2 separate regions of the Mus musculus genome follow, and region 2 is linked to region 1. Evidence: chromatin contacts called from public Hi-C data. All regions are on one chromosome and are shown on one strand. Each heading gives the region's core, a stretch centred on a gene start, on an enhancer-like site or on the middle of the called end of the contact. The rest is flanking DNA. Distances are from core to core; before and after follow the strand shown. Region 1 has its middle 19 kb from the start of Hspa13. Region 2 overlaps Samsn1 (SAM domain, SH3 domain and nuclear localization signals, 1).

Region 1 (7,202 bases), core at 943-3,442:
AAACAAACTATTTTATAATCTTTTTTAAAATTAAGTCACTCCACTGTTCAAGATAATTCTCCCCACAGAAGCCTTAAACTATCAAACAAAATGCCCTGTACTAGGTGATGGTACTTCCCTTCAAATTGTTGCTTGGGAAGTTCAAGCCGCCCCCTACTAAACAGTGCAGGTGACTGCCATGGCTCTTGCTTGCCTTTCAGGACTTGAAGGTAAGACTGTATTGCTAAGGACAGTACATGCTTCAATCATGGGAACTGAAAAAAAAATCAAGTGGTCCTTAACCTGGAATCCACCTGCATAATGTCTGCTGCAATGTCAGAAGATGCTAGGCAAGGTGGTGGAGAATAAAAGTCATCCGCTGTCCTGCTCAGCAGTACATCCTGCAGACTGCGTTAGCGACCAGCCTGGAGAGGTATACCCAATGGTAAGATGGCAGCACTAGTGTTTTAGGGCTTATTCAGCAGGTATTAGATTGGCCTGTTCAACACACAGGAATTCATGCCTGTGCTCTAGAGCTAGCCAAGAGCTTTTGGCTGGAGAGATCATGGACATTAGAGGAGAACTGACTGCCATCATTCTGCTTCATTGGTGTAGTATCCAAGTGCATTGTAAATATTATCCTTGTACCCATAGGTAAGTACAGCTCTTGCTCCTCCTCAAAGGAGCTTCTTTGTTCCCAACAGATTGAGAATATTATCAAAAATTGGTCAAAGTGCCAACCAAAAGTCACCATGGAGTGCCCATGTCTAAATGGACCTCTATAACATCACTCAGTCCCAAGGATCTGGGAAAAATCACAGAAGAGGGGCAGAAACTGGGAGAGCCTGAGAACTGGGAGGACTCCTGCAAAATAGTGTCTTCTACACATGACAGGGATGCTGTGCTACTCATTTCGGGCAGCACGATTGCAGAGGACCATTTTAGCCACATCTAGCATGGACAAGGAAGGAAAGGTTCACAGGCCCCATCCCCAGTTGAAGAGCCATAGGCCATCAGTAGCTGCTCAGAGAGGAAGGAGTTCTCTTCAGAAGTGAGACTTCTTACAGGTTGTTCATACCCAAGGAGCCAGTCCTATATTACATGTCATCAGCACTACCGAGGTTCAGCAGGAGATCTCTCTCTCTCTCTCTCTCTCTCTCTCTCTCTCTCTCTCTCTCTCTCTCTCTCTCTTTCTCTCTTTCTCTCTCTCTTTCTCTCTCTCTCTTTCTCTGTTTCTATCACTCTGTCTCTCTTCCTTTGTTTCTTCACTGAATGCACACGTGTGTGTGTTGTGTGTGAAATGATAATAATCATAAAAATATATGAATTAGGGAGGGTGAAGAAGAAGATTCATGAAGATTTAGAATGAAAAGCCTGCATATGATGTTGACAATAGAAACATTTAAAATATTTTTAAAGATGGCATGTTATAGTAAATTATAAAATCCATCTTCTGTCATGTACTTGAAAACAATTAAATAGAAAATGTGACATTGAAATAATGATAAGTGACTATATGTTTTTGTCGCACACAATAAATTAATATAGATTAAACTAACAAAATAATATAGTTTTCCACCACTATAATTGGAAGAGTAATATTATGACAAAAATATTTCAAACATTTTCAATTTTATATAATTTGAAAGTATTGAATACAGAATTCAAGTTGTTGGGTTTTTCTGTCACATGGAGTTATAGTGCATTGTTATAGTGCATTCTAATGTGGTAAGTCTGTATACTTAAGTCAAATCAGGTGATTCCATGAGGATAGAAAAAAGAAAGCAAACTAGCACATGTAGTTATTTTTCTCCTGAACAAAATATAATAGTTTGAAATGTCCACAAGTTCCTAAAAGGAAAAGTTCTGCCACAGTAACAGAAAGGCAGAGTCAAGCAATCCCCAGAGAATAAAGCACATCCATCTAGCGTGCAGTTTTCTAGAGTCCCCGTTCTGCAATTAAGCTTCTATTTAAGACTCATTCAGGAAGGGATACGGCAGGCCTTGGACACGAACTGAAACCCTTCAAGTTCCAGGACTCAGAGAAGTGGGTATACAGAAGAGGGAAAGCTCATCTCTCAGGATCCAGAAGGAATGGAATTTCCTCTACCTGGAACCGGAGGGAAAAAATAAAACAAGTGACAATGATAATTGTCTTGAGTACAAAGTAACAGGCCCACCTCTGCACGAAGTAACAGCCATTGACACACTTCATTATTAATTCCGAAATGACAGTCAAACTACAAACATTAGTCATAGGGCGGGGATACCTATAACTCTATAGCAGAATTCTTTGCAAAAACACTGAATTAGAAAACACAATCCAGGTTACACGGAAATCTGCCACTGCAATTTCTAAATGTGGGAGGAAGTAGGAAACTTTCAGAAAATTCACCAACTTAAAAGAACTGTAGAGTAAGTTTCTTTCTATAACACACACACACACACACACACACACACACAAACACACAAAACAGATGAAAGCTACAAGAAGTTAATATGGTTTATAAAAACTTTAGAATGGAACTTACGGGAAAAGGAATGTTTCATTTGTTCTACAACTGATAAAGTAAAAGATACTCACCAGAGAGATAAATCTAGATCCAGATGCCTCCAGAATTTTGGTATTCTTATCTCCATTATCTCTATCTCCTTTCCCAGATGTCTAACAATTTCATGTATAGATCCTTGTCCTACTTTCTCCCTTCGATTTCCCAAATGAAAGTTTGGTGCTTGTCTTTGTGGAACTGCCTTTCTGTCAGGTGTCTTATTTAGGGTTCTTGTTGCTCTGATGAAACACAGTGACCAAAAGCAGCTTGGGGAGGGAAGGGTTTATTTGGCTTACACTTCCATGTTGTAAGAATTGACTAAAGGAAGTCAGGACAGGAACATGAGCAGGACAGGAACCTGGAGGCAGTAGCTTAGGGAGAGGCCATGAAGGAGTGCTGCTGATTGGCTTGTTCCTTATGGTTTGCTCCACTTACAGCCCCACCCCCTGCTTTCCTAGCCTCTTCTCCACTTTCCACTCACCCCTCTTCAAAAATCTAGCAATTTCACTTTTACTTTCATGCCTTTTTTTTCTCCACTAGATATTTTTTTTTCATTTAGCAGGTTAATCTCTAGTTCCATTCATTTCCCTCGAAATGGCAAGACTTCACTCTTTTTTTCCTATTTTTTATTTGATATTTTCTTTATTTACATTTTAAATGTCAGCTCCTTTTGTAGTTTCCCCTCTGAAAACCCCCTATCCTCTCCCCCCTTCCCCTGCTCATCAACCCATCCACTCCTGCTTCCTGACCCTGGCATTTCCCCCACACTGGGGCATAGAACCTTCACAGGATCAGGGGTCTCTCCTCCCATTGATGACCGATTAGGCCATCTTCTCCTACATATGCAGCCAGAGCCATGAATTCCCCCATGTGTTTTCTTTGGTTGGTGGTTTACTCCCAGAGAGCTCTGGAGGTACTGGTTAGTTCATACTGTTGTTCCTCCTATGGGGTTACAAACCCTTTCAGCTCCTTGAGTCCTTTCTCTAGCTCCTTCATTGGGGACCCTATGCTCTGTCCAATACATGACTGTGAGCATCCACTTCTGTATTTGTCAGGCACTGGCAAAGCCTCTCAGGAGACAGCTATATTAGGCTCCTGTCAGCAAGCTCTTGTTGGCATCCACAATAGTGTCTGGGTTTGGTGGCTGTCTATAGAATGGACCCCCAGGTGGGACAGTTTCTAGATAGTCATTTCTTCAGTCTCTACTTCGCTTCACACTTTGTATCTGAAACTCCTTCCATGGGTATTTTGTTCCCCCTTCCAAGAAGGATCAAAGTATCTACACATTGTTCTTCCTTCTTGAGTTCCATGTGTTTTGCGAATTGTATCTTGGGTATTCCGAGCTTCTGGGCTAATATCCACTTATCAGTGAGTCCATATCATGTGTGTTCTTTTGTGATTGAGTTACCTCACTCAGATGCTGGCAAGGATGCAGAGAAAGAGGAATACTCCTCCATTGCTGGTGAGATTGCAAGCTGGTACAACCATTCTGGAAATCATTTTGGCGGTTCCTCAGAAAATTGGACATAGTAATGCCACTCCTGGGCATATACCCAGAAGATGCTCCAACATGTAATAAAGACACATGCTCCACTATGTTCATAGCATCCTTATTTATAATCGCCAGAAGCTGGAAAGAATCCAGATGTCCCTCAACAGAGGAATAGATACAGAAAATGTAGTACGTTTACACAATGGAGTACTATTCAGCTATTAACAGCAATGAATTTATAAAATTCCCAGGCAAAACTTTATTCTTTGTGGCTGAGTGAAACTCAGGAAAGTCACAACTGGCAGTGTGACTATCCAATGAACTTGCTTCTGTGACGCAAGCCTGTGGTGTTTTCAGCAATAGGTCTTAATATCAGGTTCTGGAGTGTAGCCAAGAATATTGGTATAAATATTATGGAAGGAACCACAACTACTTTCTGGTTGGATCTAAGGCCCTCTCCATGAGATGGAATTCATACTCCGATCCTGTTAAAATGGCCAAAATCCTTTGGCTAGATAGGTTATAGACCTAAGGGCCACCATAGTGCGGTTATTATTTAATTGGCTGTAGTATGATGACTTACTGCTTGTACCCTTTGGTCAGAGTATCTCAGTCCTCAACATTGAAGCTTCTCCTTGCCGTTGGTGGCAATTAACACGAAATTGTGCAGAGAATAAGAGACAAGTTCTTTAAAATTTAAAAATTGAACTATGCCCAGTGTGGTGGCACATGACTTTAATCCCAACACTTGGGAGGCAGAGGCAGGCAGATTTCTGAGTTTGAGGCCAGCCTGGTCTACAAAGTGAGTTCCAGGACAGCCAGGGCTACACAGAGAAACCCTGTCTCAAAAAATCAAAAATCCAAAAAAAAAACCAAAAACAACAACAACAACAAAAATTTGAACTACGTTTTCTATACATCCATACCTAAATTTATTATGACAATGTTTACTATTAGCTAAACATTAACAAATGAACAGATAAAGAAAATTTATATTCATTTTTGTTTCAGATATATCCTGAGGAACATCCCCTAAACACACACACACACACACACACACACACACACACACACACACATCTGTTCATGTCTTTCTGTAGTTTATCCCACCATCTTAGGGAAGTGCTCTAAAGTTTCAACACTAAGTCACACCTCGTTTTCATAATTAAGAATTTAAATGTCTTCCTTTAATAGTGGATTAGACAAATAAAGTATTAGCTATAGTAGATTAGAACAGTACAATTACTTCTCTTAACTCAATGGACTGTAGTAGAATCTTTACCTAATATTCAGTATGGCTCAGTGGATAAAGTACTTGTTATGTAAGTATAAAGCCAGATTTCAAATCCCCATAACCATATAGAGCTGAGCATAGTAGCACATGTCTGTAATTTCTTATCCACTATGAGAGGCAGAGACAGAAAGAAGAAATCAAACAAACAAACCAATCTCATTGCATGCTTAGCCTGATGTTTGCTGTATTGAGGAGAATGGGGGAGACAGAAACAGACAGAGACCAGCCCTGTGGGGCTGAAACAGTGATGGGTGCATCAGCACCCAGGCATGGATGGAGGAATTGCTGATGGTCTTCACCCTTCACTGATAAGCTACATGGTACCGATAGGATCCGTGAAAGGCAAGGTCATTGACCTTAGCTGTGTTTCCCTGGTGACTGCACTAGACTCGGATGCATGGCTTCAGCCTAGTGACACACTGAGTCACAACTAAATCCAGAACATGAAAATCTGGGATTGTGATGGATAAGAAAGTGGGAAGATTGACAATGATGGCCAAAAGGTAAGAGAAGGTAATGGCAGTGAAGTGACCACAATCCATCCTATTTATGTATGAAAATGTCAAAGAATTAATTACAATGACATTCTGTTTATATATATATATATATATATATATATATATATATATATATATATATACATATATATATATATATATCAAATGGATTTCAAAATGAGCACAGTAAATTCTCAGGCTTTTTGCCTTTCCCTGATGAAATATTTTCTAAGGTTTTAGTTTTGAGAGATTGGTAGTAAAATCTTCTGTCTTTAAAACATTATATTCTTGCATTAGTGTAGTGAGAGCAGACTATTCAATGAGTGGCCTTAGACATTTAAAAGTATCTATGGAAATATGTAAATCTAGATCCTTACCTCTCACTGTATAAAAAATACTTTTTACATAGTTAAAGAAGCTAAATGTGAAAAAATAGACATTTTAGAAAATATGCTCTGATTAGTCTTATAGGATACAACTTTACAATCTAATTGCACACAGAAATTTAAAGAGTGAGAGGTCAATATTTGTAAGTGTTCTCAGGATAATTAAGGGGTTATAGATCCTACATAGAATGATGAGACACCCATATTTTTCTAACAGTAAATAAAATTTAAAGGAACCGTCAAATTGGGGTTGAAGTATTACTGCTCTACTGATGGGATTGTAAATTCTAATACTTTGTACAAATGTTGGCAATATGTATTCTAAATTAATACCTATGACATAGCCAAGAAGGTCCACACATTCAATACTATCAATACCAATAAATATATTAAATTCTGATGCTTCCATCATTTTAAACCAACTCTGCAAGCTATGGTGGCATATGCCTACAGCCACACCATTCTGTTGAAGGCCAATAATGGAGCATCATACATTTGAGGTCAGCTTGGGGACCTAGTAAGACAAGATCTCAAAAACAAAAACACTCTGAAAACTCTTGTACAGAACAAAAGAAATAAGATATATAGGTGAGCAACATGTTGCTGTTTAGATAGCATTTCTTATTTGGCTCATGCAATATGAATGGATTACCATCAAAAGTACTCATCATTACCATTAGTACAGATGGGTTGAGTTATCCACTCAGAAGATATAGAGTGTGCAAATTAAAAATATTCCACTGTATGCAGCCGACAAGAAATTACATTAATTTAAAGATACATAGCTTGAAAGTGAGTAGTATAAAAAGATATGCAAACAATAACCAACTGAAAAGAGAGGGATCTACTTACCAGAAAAAAATAGATTTAAAACAATATTCTGATGAGACACAAGTTACTGCTGATGATTTAGCATAACAGTATTATAATTGAAATGATATATGCCCTAACATATCTTTTAAATATACAAAGAAAATATCAGGAAAAATCTGTATTGTGGATTTT
Region 2 (7,663 bases), core at 4,074-6,573, 90 kb after region 1:
AGAACACATGAAATCTAGGACACGATAACTCATCAAAGAAGTCAAGAGGCCTGGGTGCTACACCGGACTCCCTCCCTGCTCACTATCTGAGCTGTTTTTTGCAGTGCCTAGAAGCCCAGCACTGCTTCCCAAACACTGAGCTGGAATCCTCACTGCCTGAAGTCACTAGGACCTTGAGTTCAAGACACAAGGCACTTCCTGCCTCACGTTCTAACCTTAAATAGGGAAGTTCACTGTCTGAGCTGGGAACAGCACTCAGGACAAAAATAAATGTATACACTTTGGGATAAAACTTTACTATGTTTACATGTTTGAAGAAAGTAATGAAAAGCTACTGTTAGTACTATTTTTGAAAGAGAAGTTTGATTGGTTGGTTTAAATTATTTTTAAGCTTTGAAGTTAGATTCCTCTCTCTCTCTCTCTTTTTCTCTCTTGATAATTCCATACATTGTATTCACATCATTTCCACCCCTCCTCCTCCAACTTCCACCTGCTTCCTGAATCTTCCGTCTATGATTATTGTTCACCCGTACACACAACAATAACAACAACTATGCATACATAGCTGTGCAGCCTAATTAGCTTTTATCTTATTTGCATGTATTTGGGGATGAAGCAGCTTCTTCTTCTTCTTCTTCTTCTTCTTCTTCTTCTTCTTCTTCTTCTTCTTCTTCTTCTTCTTCTTCTTCTTTACACAACAACTCTGCAGTACTTGGCACACCCTAAACTCTGGGTTTGGAGGCTTGACTAGATTGAATAGAAATGGTGTTCTGAATGGGCAGTTGTAAAAAATGAAAGCTGCCCTGTTTTACAAACCTTGTACTCAGCCATAAATGAATCTGCCTTTATTATTTCATCTTCAGTTTATATTTACAAATACAGAGAGCCATCTATGATAATAAGAGTGAGCGCTGAATATTTTTGCAAGCTATTATAACATTTATGAAGAGTAACACAAACACCCACAGGATGTGACTATATGGTAATGAAATGAATTTTCCTGTGCAGTGGGGAAGGCTCATTAGCTTAGAGCCAGGCTCTGTGTTGTGCCACAGAAGGCATGTGTGGCATTACTTACTAATGGCTCATGCTGTCACTAGGATATTTGTCTCTAAGTCCCTTGGTCTTTGAGAATGCAGGCATCCAATTGTGTGTAAATTAATTTGTTGACAGAATCAAAACAAGAGACCCATGTAAATCCTTTCCTAAGAATATACTCTAAGTCTTTACCCTAATTATAAATTTTGGCCAGTGCTGTACTCAGTATTATGTAAAACTACCCCCATGCTATAGGAAAGGATGCTATGTATGATTTTTAGTAAATGAGGCTGAAGCTTTGCTCTCACTGATTCCACTGTTTAGATTACGGCGCGATGATGGGAGGAAACAGAACGAGTAGGCACATGTAGACTTACTTTCTTCATCCAGGAGACTCTCGGCAGCAGACAGCAGCCTCGCCCTGTCTTCTGGATCTGCAATGTTTAATTCAATGAGATGACTTTCTTTGATATCCTTCAAGTCATCCAGGGTCTCATAGCCATTAAGCAGAAGTGTTGAAGTGTATTCCTGTAGGAGGAGGGAAGTAGGTATCATCTGTAAACGAGTAGGGCTCAAATATTTATTTTCTCTAAATTGAAAGGAAATATAGACATGCCTGTGAGAACCAAAACAGGAATGGAACTTTCTCCTAAAGCCATTTTATTTACACTAATTTACCACAAACAAATTCAAGGGCATTTGAGAGGAAAAAAAAAACTGTAAAGTCTTAACCTTTAGAAGGGCAAATGTAGAGCAGAAATAATCACGGGAATCTACAACGGTGGTCAATTGTGGGCCATTTACCGGCTGAATCTTCTCTCCCAGTGGGCACTTTTACTTCACACATAGTTAAGTTGACACAAACAACATTTTAAAAGTTTTCCAGTAGAATATTTCTAATAGATTAAGTTACAGAAATATTTCTGAACCAAACTCTCTTTTTGATTTCTTGGTCATGAAAACAACGACTCTCATTATTTTCTTAGTGTGGCTTCAAAATTAACTTGAGCTTCAGTGAGCTGGATCAGTAGGGAAACTGCTTGCCTCTGAGTCTGATGACCTAAATAAATTAGGTTCCAGACCACAAAATGGTAAGAGATTCACGCTTGCAACTTTTCTCTGACCTACACACACACACACACACACACACACACACACACACACACACACACACACAAAATGAATAAATAAATGTAAAAAGTAAAAATAAACTTAAAACAGACAGAATTCTGTATACAAAGGGAGTTTATCATTTTAACTGATTAAAAGTATTATATATCTAGTGAATCACAGACTTGTTTAATTTTTAAGTCAAAATTTTAATTACAGGTGAAAGGCTCAGAATTGAAGATAGTACTATTTCCTTTCCTCAGTAGGGATTTTTGTCTGCCATTTGCATCAACATATATTAGTTTAACATGCATAGACTTCTGATAATAAAGTATCTGTGTTATTTCTATAATGCCTGTTCTGACAGATTGATATGCAAAGTGAAGCTAAAATGTTTTATAAGCTTCCTCAAAAATTTCTCCCATTTTACTTGATCATACTTTCAATATCTTTATTTCGGTTACTAAAACTGAATATGATTACTTAAATCTAGTCAAGCCTCCAACCCCAGAATTGGGGGTGTGCCAAGTACTGCAGCGTATTTTGTAATGGGAAAGAATGAAAGAAAGAAAGAAAGAAAGAAAGAAAGAAAGAAAGAAAGAAAGAAAGAAAGAAAGAAAGAAAGAAAGAAAGAGGGAGGGAACGAAGGGAGAGGGAGGGAGGGAGGGAGGGAGAGAGAGAGGGCGGGAGTGGAGAAATGAAGACTCAGCCTTAAACACATGCAAATAAGAGACAAACTAATTAGGCTTTACAACCCGGAAAGACTTATTACAACATTCTAACCAAAAAAGGGGGACGAATGATAATTCCTTTTTAAAAATTGCATTTTAGAAGAATGCAGAATAGCCAAGTGTCCATTCTTACACAACCCACTGTGGCTTCTTGAGTACAACACCTTTAGGGGTTTTCCCGTGGGTTGTACAGGCGGGATTCAAACTGCATCTCCTCCCGGGAGGATCGCACTGTACGATAGAGGAACTTAAGCAGTATGTCATTGTGTTGATAGGAGAGTAACTTAGTAACTCAGAAACACCAATTAGGAAACATATCATTTATACTGTCCTGATGAATTACTTAGCTTATCAAAGGACTGACGAGTTCATTTTACAAATGGGATGTAAGACTGTGAATGGAATGAGACTGCGGTGCCCACCGCACTGTATGCTGCATTATACCATTTAACAAGAATTATTTCCTTTAAAATATATGAATGTAAGAGAAATCGGGTTATAATCAGATGATTGGGGTCCCGGTGGGGCCATGGGTTCACGTGACGTTCTTACAGAACACACCGTCCCCTGAATGGTCGCTACAGCTCCAGTGATCAGTGTTTCTTAGATTGCTATGGAGGTGCTTCTTTGCAGTCATTTTCTTTGCAGTTCATTTCAATTTCTCTATGCAAAAATTCAAGCTTCTTGTCATGTTTCTTCCCAGTCCCTCAGATTTCACTATATTCTTCCTATTCTCTTAATCATTCTCACTTTAAAAATTTTTGTTATCTCCTATCATATACAGGAGTAATAATATAAAATATATATATATATATATATATATATATATATATATATATCTATATATATATATCTATATATATATATATATATATATGAGAATCTCTGTGTGCATATTTTTTTCATTGCCACTTCTTTAATCTCTGTTGTCACTGGCTGCTAAGTACCTTTCAGGTTTAGTACAAAGGGTGCTACATAAAGTCTTATCCTTGCATAATAAAAGTGATAAGGGAGAAATAAGAACTGTTCTAGGAAATCAGGTTTACTATAATATATTATATAATGTATATTTAAATATATATTATAATGTAGATTTAAATATATATTATAATGTAGATTTAATATATAATAAATATAATATATATTTTTAGCAATCTTTCTCCACTATTCTATCCCCTTTTTAACAAAACCAAACAGACCAAAGATTTACTAACCTGAAGGTGAATCCTCTCTAAGAACTCCTGGATAGTCTGGTGGTTCTCTCTTCTCCTGCTTCTGGGGACCTTTATCTTCTTAGGAGCTGCTTCCTCTTCTAAGATAACATCCACATAAATAAATTTGAAGTTTCCCACTTTATTGTTCAGCATCCCTGTCCACATTCCCATTGGTGTTTTGCAGATAATGTCTATGATGTCTCCTTTCTAAGGATGAAGACAAAAACAAATCAAATAGTAATGTGTAAGAAGAAGGGAGCTGTTGAAACATAGAGAAACAAGGGTAATGTGCAAAAAAATCTGCAAACATTACAGAAATCCGTGTGAGTTCACTTCTTCAAGACAGTTTTCACAAGGTAGTGAAGAAAACACCAGCATGCTTGAAGATGCTTTTCTTGACCTTATATTAACTCACTAACTTACATTTGTAGAACAATATACATGATATATTAAATATACTGTTATATAGTACTCACTCATATGTGCTGGGTAAATAGTATGAGGGTATCAGATTATTGCTTCAAGCATTACATGAGTAGAAATGTTGACATTACATTAATTCTCAAGAGCCTGAACAAAGTTAATGATAGGGTCAGATTTTTATTTTACCCTCCTCAATCAATACAGGACTAAAGAATGAAAGCATCATTCAGTGTGATTTCTTAAAGGGGAGAAAGGGAAGAGAGAAACGGTAGACTGTCCATGGTTTTGGCTCATATGACACAACTCATTTACAGTACAAATTAAGTAATGTAAACTGTTTTCTCCGCATAATGAAAGTATAAGATTTACTAAATATGTAACAGAAGTACTCATGCAGCCAGGTATGCAGCTTGGTTCTTGAGGTACTGATGACTCTCTCCCTGTATGTGTCACATTAGCACTGAACTGTGACATGTGAGACCCATAGAGAAAGCTATTTCTTTGGCAGGGATAGAGCCCTAACATTCCAATCTACTCAGAATATAAAAGAGTTAATCTCTTTGGTCTGGCCAATCATTTAGTCATAGGACCACCCTTGGGAAGTGGGTTGATCTTAAGCCAAGATCAAGGAAAAAAGGGGAATAATGAGCTAGACTATTCTGACTTCTCTGAGATATCAACCCTAGTATAGGACTGCAGACAATTGCCCAGACCCATCTCAATTACTTAGAAAAGCAGAGCTCTGCCTTTTCATCTTCTTATCTCTCCTCTACGGGTGCTTTCCCTAATACTTTAGCTTCATTCTTTCCCTTATGTTCATCTCTACCATGTGGTTGCTTGTCTGCCTTATGGGTGACCTCTATACAGAGCTAACTCAAAGGGTGTGTCTCTCTCTGTTCCGCATCTTCTGCCTCTTCCCTGTAGCTGCTGAGACCTATAGCTTGCTGCCCTGGACTTCTTCTTTGTAAATTATAATCAAATTTCCCTTAATTTTGATTCCATTCTAAAATCATTTTATTAAAGGGACTAAGATCTCCACATCAGGACCATGATTTCCCAGGTAACATGATGACCTCACTGGGATTTCCCAAAATGTCTGATAGCATCAATAGGAGACATTATGTAGACCAAAAAAACCCAACCATAACTTTTAAAGTTTTCAAACACACATGAACTAGGCACATTGGCATGGCCAAGCCAACTAGTGTTTTGTATATTTATATCAAAAACTATATTTGGCCACAGGCTGCAGTTATTTACAACAGTAAAAATTTTTCTAGGAATATTCCTTTATGAAAAAATTTTATTTCTGGGCAATTAAGTGCCTATTTGTAAGTCATAGTTGTTCACTTGAGATGTAACTTTACATCCCCCACAGATGGGATCAATCCCAATACTTGCTGCTTTTAAGGCTCTACCCTTAAAGCTATGCTTAAATATCTATTTTCCTGCTGGTCTGTGAATGTACGATAGATGTAAAACACAATTGCACTTGTTATAGTCATTTAGAATAGAGTGTGATTGAAAGATGGTCTCTCTGATTTGAGATAGTATGTATGTCTGTCTGGGTGTAGGTCTTGGCATTTCCACTTCGTACTTAAGAGAATGGAATGGCAAGCCAGCTACCATCCACCAAGGAGACCAGCAAGTTCCCCAGAAGCACTAGTGAGTTTCTAGGAGTGCTAAGTCTTTACTGGGATTTTCCTATCATATTTAACTTCAAGGTCTTGTATCTCATATCTTTTAAACCTGCACATTTCATCAAAGCTGCCAGCTGACCCAGACAAAGACCCAGTCAGTTTCCTCCCAGTTTTAACTGTGGGATCTTTATCATGTTCTCTGAGAGCTGCAAAGAATCACCCCAGTACCACATGGATAGAGTTTCATAGAGAGATATGAGAAACTGTATTCTACCAACATCATGGGACCTTAAAGAAGGAGTTCTTGTCTCAGGGGATCTCACAGTTTAATTTGACAGCCTAATATCAGTGAGGGGTATCGTTGTACAGAAAACAGCTGAGCCATTCCTATCTAGGTTTAGGCCTGCAAAAAAAAAAAACCTGTGATTAAATAAGTACATGTTATTTGAATCCTCGGAGTTGAGGGTAATTTGTTTTAAGGAGAAATTTAGGAAAGGGTTGTCATTAAGGAAAGAAGTTCTGGTTTCTCATGGCAACACACTTAGGAAGAACCAGCCAAGTCTGGTTCCCCACAGCCTTGACTGTTGGCTTCCTGCCAGATCGTTCCTGTCCTCTCTCCCTCTTTTGCTTCATTGTTTTACTCTAGTATGTATCAGGTGGACATATCTAGCTGGCCACGTCTAAGAGCTGCAGAGTTCAAAACAGTGCAGAATTTGTATTCTCTAATGCTAACAGCCACAGTCGATAGGAGATTTACACCCTAGTTCATACTAAGTTCAAACTCTTCCTGCTATGAGCTAGTCCAACTTACTGTATCGAAAGAACATACATCTTTACTGGCAACTTCTGTTAGTCCCTAAAATCTATCATGCAACTAGTGTTTGATAAACCAGGAAGCATATGTAATGTTGGCCCACCTTGATTTTAAGGGAGTCGGTGTCATAGGGACTTGGCGTGAAGTCTGTGTGCACTTTGGCCCGGCCACAGAATGGCCCTGAGTAGGGGCTGTCATCATCCAGTCGGAAGCTGTCCCGATTACTTGTTCCATCTGAACAGCTTGTTATTCCACCTGACAAAGTAAAGGTTAACAGTTTGTAGCTTCCAAGGCTTTTAGCTTCCTGTACCATTACCTCAAACTGGAGCAACGGATGCCAGCCTTATGCAGTTCTCAGTCACATCCCTTCGGAAACCCTGTCTTGTAAGCTAGGTTTGATGCTTTCTTGCCAGTCTGAATACTCTAGATAGTCCTTATTCCAATACCATCTCATTTCAAAATATCTCCTCATTTGGATCTGATCTGCCTTAAAGGGCATTAAACAATCAATGCTCCACTTGCTAAGTTGGAGCAAAGAATAGATTCAAACTTTGACCTTGACAGATAATTTCCGAGTTGGAAACTATGAAAGAATTCAATAGAAACAGTTTAATCATTTTGTGTTGTTATTGATCATAAGTAATCAACACATGACATTTCAGAGTTCCATACAACTTATGTAATTGTGATTAA

Evidence for each region. A called contact is a pair of places that touch in the nucleus more often than the background predicts.
Region 2: a Hi-C map of Th1 cells shows a contact between it and region 1, with 5 times the contacts expected there. The contact joins two enhancer-like sites. A contact is called at or near these places in 2 of 15 datasets of contacts at CTCF or cohesin (CD8 T cells and the G1E-ER4 cell line), 10 of 484 Hi-C or Micro-C datasets (the Ba/F3 cell line, ECoMG-derived neutrophils, the G1E-ER4 cell line and 6 more) and 1 of 115 datasets of contacts at active chromatin or transcription factors (regulatory T cell precursor).

The regions. Positions count from the first base shown.
Region 1 is chr16:75,782,024-75,789,225 of GRCm38.p6, forward strand. No RefSeq gene overlaps it. Among named protein-coding and RNA genes, the nearest start is that of Hspa13, 19 kb to the left of the region's middle. Within about 2 kb of position 2,193, at least 4 of the 459 cell types and tissues checked have an H3K27ac peak or open chromatin away from gene starts, as enhancers often do. A contact at or near this core is called in Th1 cells, where this site is marked.
Region 2 is chr16:75,869,353-75,877,015 of GRCm38.p6, forward strand. Samsn1 (SAM domain, SH3 domain and nuclear localization signals, 1) reads right to left here. Exons shown (of 8, transcript NM_023380.2): 5 at 7,074-7,225; 6 at 4,094-4,300; 7 at 1,416-1,566. Among named protein-coding and RNA genes, the nearest start is that of Samsn1, 36 kb to the right of the region's middle. Within about 2 kb of position 5,324, at least 16 of the 459 cell types and tissues checked have an H3K27ac peak or open chromatin away from gene starts, as enhancers often do. A contact at or near this core is called in Th1 cells, where this site is marked.